Linked DNA regions of Mus musculus: region 2 is linked to region 1. A link is a contact called in public Hi-C data. All regions are on one chromosome and are shown on one strand. Each heading gives the region's core, a stretch centred on a gene start, on an enhancer-like site or on the middle of the called end of the contact. The rest is flanking DNA. Distances are from core to core; before and after follow the strand shown.

Region 1 (3,941 bases), core at 824-3,323:
AGCAAGGAAAAAATACAAAACGTATGGGTCTAGTGTAGGCTGACTCTTTTAAAACCTACTTTAGTAAGGATTCTCAAGTGCTCCAACCCCCCTTCTAGCCCACTGTCCAAAGGTAGGGGGAAAAGATGGTAAATAGGGCAAGGAGATGTGGACCTGTTCAGAAGCAGTTCTTTGGGGGCAATTCCAATCTCTGTTTGTCAGGATGACAACAGTCCAGTTTAAAAGTGTCACTGAACACAAATTAGCAATGGTGGCATGATCCAGCAGAAACTGGATTTATGCCTGGAGTTTTCTGCTGTGCCTCTCTCAGTGAAGATCAGGAAAGACAAGAAACCAAGGAAGAGTTGGTGTCCTACTGATACCCTCTCCAAACATCAAGCATTCTCTCTTGGGTCTAGCCTCAGTAAAACATCACAGGAGTCTGCATCACATGACACAAACAGAAATTTCCACTTTATTCAAGAGTTAAAGAGTACCAGGAAGTACAATAAATCTAAATCCATTGTTCAAGGAGATAAACAGATTAAAGATATTAAATGGAATTAAGGAAGTGGTGACCTCAGAAAAGTACCCATCCAGCTAAGTTTCCATCTTATGAAAGGGAATTTTAAGAAAAGCTCAGGTCCAGGCTTGAAGGTACATACATGCCTTTAATCCCAGTACTCAGGAAACAGGCCTGCAGAGCTCTGAGTTCAAGCCCAGTCTGGTCTAAAGCTATTGAAAATATAATTAAATAGGAGGGTGTAGTGGCTATTCCTGGTTGTCAACTTGACCATATCTGGAATGAAATACAATCCAGAATTGGAAGGCTCACCAGTGACCCTTATCTGGAGGCTTGGAGATAGAAGTTTCTGATCTGGATCTTGGTATGGAGATCTTGAGCCTTAGTGTCTATGGATTCCAGAAGATTAAATCTCCGAGTTCAAGGAACACACCTTTAATCTGGGCTACACCTTCTGCTGGAGACAAAATAAGGACATTGGAAGAAGGGAGTCTAGCTCTAGCTCTTGCTCCTTCGCCTGCTTGCTGTGTGAGACTGAGTAACTGCTAGATCCTTGGACTTCCATTCACAGCTGCGATTGAACCAACCCAACAATGGTTCAATTGGGCTGCCGACTGTAAGTCATCAATAAATTCTTTTACTATATAGAGACTATCCGTAAGTTCTGTGACTCTAGAGAACCCTGACTAATACAGAGGGCCATGTTCCAGCCCCAACAAGCAACAGAACCTGGCAGCTTCGGCCATGTGGTTCTAGCTTTCGAGTCAAGGATAGAAGAAAAGGGCTATGAAGTCCTCCCTCCATAACTAAGGAAAGTCAGAGGCCAGGCATGTAGCAGGGGTGGCTCTGCAATGGAGGCCCGGAAAGGTCACTTTGTGAAGCTGTGAAGGTGAAGCCTGGGTTTCCTTGGAGACCCTAAGATGCTGGAGATGTCAGATCTGTGGGATGTCTGCCAAAGAGAGCTGCTAACAGGGAGTAGAGCCAGCCCATGAGGAAGAAGCCTGTTGTCATCAACAAAGCAGAAAACAGTTGGTGATCTGAAGAGTTTTGACGTCAGACGTGGAGATTCAAAGCTTGAGGCTTGCCCAGCTGGTTTTCAATCTTGCTTTGCTGCCTGTGTATCAAGATGTAGAACTCTCAGCTCCTCCTAGGACCTAGGGGCCACCTGAGAGCTGTGGGCTTGGAAGGAACCTCAAAGAGTCCTTCTTCCCCATTTCTTCTTACGTAGCACACGGGTTTGCTGCCTGCTGCACACAGCATTGGTCAGTGTCTTCTCTGGCACTGCTTGTTGTTGAAGCCAAGCTGCCTGAATGACCTAGGTCACTTGCTACACTCTTGCCTGACCCTGCTGGTCATCCTCTCAGGCCTGTGACGTCAGACTTCTCACTGTCTTGGCAACCACGGAGACAGAAATGAAGCTGTTTGAAAGAGGCACCATACCCCTCCCTTTGCGATCAGAGTATTGAAACAGGAAGTAGAATTTTCCCCCAGAAACTCTTTCTGGGAAAAGGAATAGGCTGGGTCCTTTGCCAGGCAGAGGGAGAACTTTTCTCTCAAAAGGGACCACACAGTTCTGACTCATTAGGCTGCCTTGCAGGAGAGATTAGAGCCCAGACTGTGAATGTACTAGGGTGTGTGGCAATTTGACTACTTAGTTATTCCTGTCTTTTGCCCTCTATTTAAACCCTGACCTTATGTTAGGACCCAGAAGATAGAGCTAGGACTGGAGACCTTTTCCCAGTGAGGCCACATTGAGTAAATCTCTTTTCTTTGACATCTTGCTATTTTCGTGTTTGTTGAATTGGCTATTGTCCGAACCAGACTTGGCAGGGTTACCAGGGCCAGGCTCTGACCCTAACAACTCTGGTAACATCATAGATTATCATGTCCCTTCAAATTCATGCCCACCTGGGACCACAGAGTCTAATTTTAATTGAAAATGAGATCAGTGGTGGAGCATACCTTTAATCCCAGCACTTGGGAGGCAGAGGCAGGTGGATCTCTCTGAGTTCCAGGAGAGGCTACATAGAGAAACCCTGTCTTAAAAAACTAAAGAGAGGGAGGGAGAGAGAGAGACAGACAGACAGACACACACAGACACAGAGACAGAGACAGACAGACACACAGAGAGAGAATAAAGTCTTTGCTCATATTAATTACAGCGATGTCAGTTGGGGTTGGGGTGGGTCCACTGAGCACCATGTATTTGACAGTATGGCTGAGGACACAGCAGCAGACATGAAGAAGGTCACATGACCATGGAAGCAGATGGAGGGATGCAACCAAGCAAAGTCCAGCATGGCCAGGAGCTCAAAATCTGGGAGAAGAGCATGCATCAGTCCTTGCCCCACTTGGATCCTCCAGAAGGAACCAGTCCTGCCAACAGCCTTGGTTTTGGGATCCAGCCTTGGAATCTCTGTTGCTTTAAGTCATGTGGCTTGTGGCACTGTTTCAATGGCCCTCTGACAGCAATAGAACTCCCAAGGTCAAGGATGCTGTAAGCAGACCACTGGCTGACTAGGAAAGATAAGGTCAGGGAAGCTCTGGAAAGAGACAAATATGGAGGACACTGGAGAAGAGAGCTGGGAGCCCAGCTGCACAAGAAGGGTCTCCTTCTGTAAAACCCCCCATAACACCATATCTGCACAATGCAGCTACAGTGGAAGCTTCCGTTCTAAGGTGGAAGCCTGGTGTGACGAGCTTCCATCCTGCCCTCCAGACTCCTTGATCTCAAAACCTTAAACAAGACATGGTCATACATTCAGGCAGAGTGGTAACATCTGTAATCCCAGCTCTCAGAGGCCGGTGCAGGAGAACTGAGAGTTTTGAGGGCAGACTGACTGCATATGAAGCCTCTGTCTCAAACTTAACCTAAGAAAAGACTACACCTGTCCCAGTTGTTTTGCATCTCCCCCTGCCCCTGGTATTTTCATCTGCATGTTTCATGTGTGGGTACTGAGACTCAATACTCTAGTCCCCATTTCATGTGTGGGTACTGAGACTCAATACTCTAGTCCTCATTTCATGTGTGGGTACTGAGACTCAATACTCTAGTCCCCATTTCATGTGTGGGTACTGAGACTCAATACTCTAGTCCTCATTTCATGTGTGGGTACTGAGACTCAATACTCTAGTCCCCATTTCATGTGTGGGTACTGAGACTCAATACTCTAGTCCCCATTTCATGTGTGGGTACTGAGACTCAATACTCTAGTCCCCATTTCATGTGTGGGTACTGAGACTCAATACTCTAGTCCTCATTTCATGTGTGGGTACTGAGACTCAATACTCTAGTCCTCATTTCATGTGTGGGTACTGAGACTCAATACTCTAGTCCCCATGCTTCACTGACGGAACTGTTTCTGTTTCTTAATTCACTGTGGCTGAAGTTTCTAAAGCTGACAACCCAGGGAGCCAAAATAAAATAAAATAAAGCAAT
Region 2 (3,941 bases), core at 594-3,093, 260 kb after region 1:
GGACTAGGGAGGGCTTGAGTTCTGCCTCTGTTCACCTTAGAATAAGGTCTGAGGAGGCTTCGTGGCCCTCCTGTGGCCGCTCCTCCCTGGGTTGCATCATGCTGGCTTTTTGGCTTCTCCCTGACCCCTGGGGGCGGGGTGTGGGGGGGGACACGACGGTGGAACACATGGTTGGGGCAGAGTGTTAAGGTGCACATACACAACTCGCTTTTCCCCTTAACATTATGAAATATCTGGAGAAATAGAATTGTACATGACAGCATGTATTTTATAAATTAAGCGTTGAATGTTTGGCATCTTTACAATCATCAACCCGTATTGGCACACGCACCTTCTCACGTGTAGATCACCGGCCTTCCCGCGTGTTATTTGTTAGGCACACTGGACTTCTCTATTTCTATGTCAAGAGGAGGAGTGGTTTCACGTATGGCATGTAACGAAGACTCTTTTAACTTCCCGTATGGTCCATAGTGGTTGCACTGATGCCCAATAACACCTGTCTCCTTAATACAAAGCCATAGCAACTCACAAGAGTGTGCCAGATCCAATTAGCCACCGACCACAAGCTGTTCTCCCCACAAACAGGCATTTCCCATTCAGTTCTATTTGAGTTTTGAATTGCTATTAGTAGAAACCCTTAAGTGCCCAGAGAAGCTAAATACCATTTTCAGATACTTTGTAATGACTCTACTGTGAATATTTGTCTATAACTACAGGAACAGACTCCATATCCAAGGGTTTCATTACAAGAGGAACTATGTCTCTAGGGAGATGGCTCAAGAGCACTGGCTGCTCTTTCAGAGGACCAGGGTTCAATTCCCAGAACTCACATAAGGGCTCCCAACCATCTGTAACTCCAGTCCCAGGGAATTCAGTGCCTTCCTCTGGCCTCTGTAGGCACCAGGCACACACATGGTCAGATCTGCAGACAAAAAAAAAAAAAAAAAAGACACTTGTAAACATAAGACAAATAAATGAAGTTAAATAAAAGAGAAACTCTGTGGCAAGCCATAGACAGTTCTTAGCTCAAATTACCTTCTGGAGTTTTCTGTGCTGTCCAGGCAGATGTGTGCCCCACCCCCACCCCCACTGAGGCCCATGGGCTGTGTGTGGCCGAGGAGAGCAATGGATGCTGGTTTACACAACACTCTAAGGCTTCCCTAAACACAAGATTTTGTGGTTTTTTTTGTAGTTAGATTGCATGGCTTGCGGATGATATCATGTTGGAGTAGCAAAAGGTTGGATGTGCCTGTGTGTGTGCAGATCATTTCATAAGTCTGGATTGGATGACCCCACCTGTATGTACACATACGTGGCTGCATGTGAGATGGTAACATTAGGATTCTGGAATCCAGCTTCATCTGTCAGTTCACTGAGGGATGTGATGCCAGGTGAGTGGAGACCTTTGTCCCAAAGCAAAAGAAAACCTTCTAGAAGCTTTTAAAGACTAGTTTCAAAATTTCCCTCATGTAGGCTGAACTAAATGGGGCTCTCCTGAACCCCTAGTTGCTGGGAAATTACAAGTTATCTGCAGTAAAGTTCAGACGAACTTTCCACCCCCTGGGAAGGGTTGGACCAGGCTCCAGGATTTCTCTGTAGACATTGTCATTTTTATTTGAATAGAAAGGATTTGGAAGGATAACTTATTTGTTAAACAAGCGAAAAGAGATTTAACATTTGGAAAGCAGTCTTTGTTTGAGGAAATACTTTCTACATATTTGCTGTGTATAATGTCCTTCCCGCTCTTCCTCTTTCCTTCCCTCTCTCTGATCATGTGTTCACAGCTACTTTTAGGCTTTAATGTCTTTCTACGTTGTATCAGTCAGGGTTCTCTAGAATCACAGAACTTATGCAATCTCTCCCTATATTGAGGAAATTTATTGTAATGACTTACAGTCTGTAGTCCAACTAACCCAACAATGGGCAGATGTGAATGGGAAGTCCAAGAATCTAGTAGTTGCTCAGTCCAGGAGTCTAGTTGTTTCAGCTGGTCTTCTGTATAAGCTGGAATCCTGAAGAAGTAAGTTCCAACAGATGTGCTGGCAGGTAAGTGCAAACAGGTGAAGAAGAGGGAGTCTTCCTTCTTTCAATGTCCTTATGTAGGCCTCTAGCAGAAGGTGTGGCTCACAATATAGGTGTGTACCACCACGCCTGGATTTGGAACTTGCTGATCTTGAACTCAGAGATCTGCTTGCCTCAATCTCCTAGGATTAAAGGTGTGTTCTACCTTGCCTGGGTTTAAGCATGTCATGGTCACTATGCCTCAGGCTCTCCATGTCAAGATCTGGGTCAAAAGTCTCGAGATCTGGACCACAGGTGTGCCCTCCATTTCTGAATTGTAGTTCATTCCAGATGTAGTCAAGATGGCAGCCAGGGATAGCATCACATATGTCATGTGACTTCATTTTGCTTCTTTTCCTACTGAAGATGCTTGGATGAGAAAATCATGATGTATAGGGCAAAAGTGGTTGCTCATTTGCTCTGAGCAAGTCATACAATGGCGGTCACCTTCCTTTGACATGATGGACTGCATGAGAATTGTGTGGTGTTCCCCTCCCCTTTATAGGCTCTTATATTTAATGCTTTGTCCCTACTTGATGGAACTGTTTTTAGAAGGATCGGGAGGTATGGCTTTGTTAGGAGAGGTATATCACTGGGGGTGAGATTTTAGGTTTCAAAAGCCTTCGCCAGGCTCCCCTCACCTCCCCTCCCCCCTCCCCTCCCCTCTTCTCTCTCTCTCTCTCTCTCTCTCTCTCTCTCTCTCTCTCTCTCTCTCTCCAACCTCCAACTTGTGGATAAGATGTAAGCTACTGCTCCAGCACCATGCCTGCCTGCCTGCCTGTCTGTCTGTCTGTCTGTCTGCCACCACCACACTCCCCATCATGATGGTCATAAACTCACCCTCTGAAATTGTAAGGAAATCCCCCAATTAAATGCTTTCTTTTTGCATTGTCTTGGTCTCTGGGTCATTTCACAGCAACAGAACACTAACATGTGGCATGCACACTGACCTGGTGTGTGCCCCTCTTTCTTTACATTTTGGTAGTGGACTGTAAGACCCCCGACCCTAGGTCAGTGGTACTTACTTCAAGATGCCCCCGAGTGAGACACTGAGATGCACAGATCAATGAAAAAGCAAGAGGTTCATTTTCTGGAGAGTTGGGGTCAACCCTCAGTCAGTCCCTCTAGGTGAGTGACTAGAAAGCAACCTCAGATGGCTATTATAAGCAGTTTACATATTTTTTATGGGCACATGTTACATCAGCGAGGTTACAGTTCAAACTTATTGGCTAAGCATATCGAGCTTTAAATCTATTGGCTAGCAAGCATGACACACATTTGAAATCTACCTGGAACTTTTTAGAGGGTTAGTTGACTACCAATCAGTACATACTGTGGGATTTTTTGTTTTTTGGGTTTTTTTTGGGGGGGGGGTGAGAATATTTTACTAAAGAATGTTCCTGTGGGTGGAGAATGGAACTTGACCTAGTCTTGACCCCAGACAGGAGGGGAAGCTGTAAGGAGGCTGTAGGACTGGAAAAAGTCTTTAGGGTCCCTCAGGACCTGGTGCTGGAAGAGGTCACTGCTATCATGGCAGTGACTCACTTAGATTTTCCACTATGAGTAGCTAGGAACAGCAACTCTTGCTGAGTCTCTCAGCTATATGGCTTTGAGTTTCCTGAAGTCTCTCAAGCCGTTCAGCCTTCTAGACCACAGCATTCTTGAACATCAAGTCAAATGTCTTGAGTGAAGATAAATGGTTCAGGTCAGTCAAGTTTTGCCTCCTTTCCTTCTTCTTGGGCAGACAGAAAGACCATGCTCCCCAGCATTCCTTGCAGTTAAATTGGGCCTTGGATGAAAGTGACAAGTCATTCCCATGCCTGCTTCCTGGACATCACAGTTCCTTTCTCTACTCCATTGGGTCACTCCAGCCTCTCTGT

Evidence for each region. A called contact is a pair of places that touch in the nucleus more often than the background predicts.
Region 2: a Hi-C map of bone marrow-derived macrophages shows a contact between it and region 1, with 35 read pairs. The contact joins two enhancer-like sites. A contact is called at or near these places in 2 of 39 promoter capture datasets (frontonasal cranial neural crest and hematopoietic stem and progenitor cells), 1 of 484 Hi-C or Micro-C datasets (bone marrow-derived macrophages) and 2 of 115 datasets of contacts at active chromatin or transcription factors (embryonic basal ganglia and stem cell-derived neural progenitor cells).

Annotation. Positions count from the first base shown.
Region 1 is chr10:82,956,613-82,960,553 of GRCm38.p6, forward strand. No RefSeq gene overlaps it. Among named protein-coding and RNA genes, the nearest start is that of Gm33781, 24 kb to the left of the region's middle. Within about 2 kb of position 2,074, at least 78 of the 459 cell types and tissues checked have an H3K27ac peak or open chromatin away from gene starts, as enhancers often do. A contact at or near this core is called in bone marrow-derived macrophages, where this site is marked.
Region 2 is chr10:83,219,913-83,223,853 of GRCm38.p6, forward strand. No RefSeq gene overlaps it. Among named protein-coding and RNA genes, the nearest start is that of Slc41a2, 120 kb to the right of the region's middle. Within about 2 kb of position 1,844, at least 7 of the 459 cell types and tissues checked have an H3K27ac peak or open chromatin away from gene starts, as enhancers often do. A contact at or near this core is called in bone marrow-derived macrophages, where this site is marked.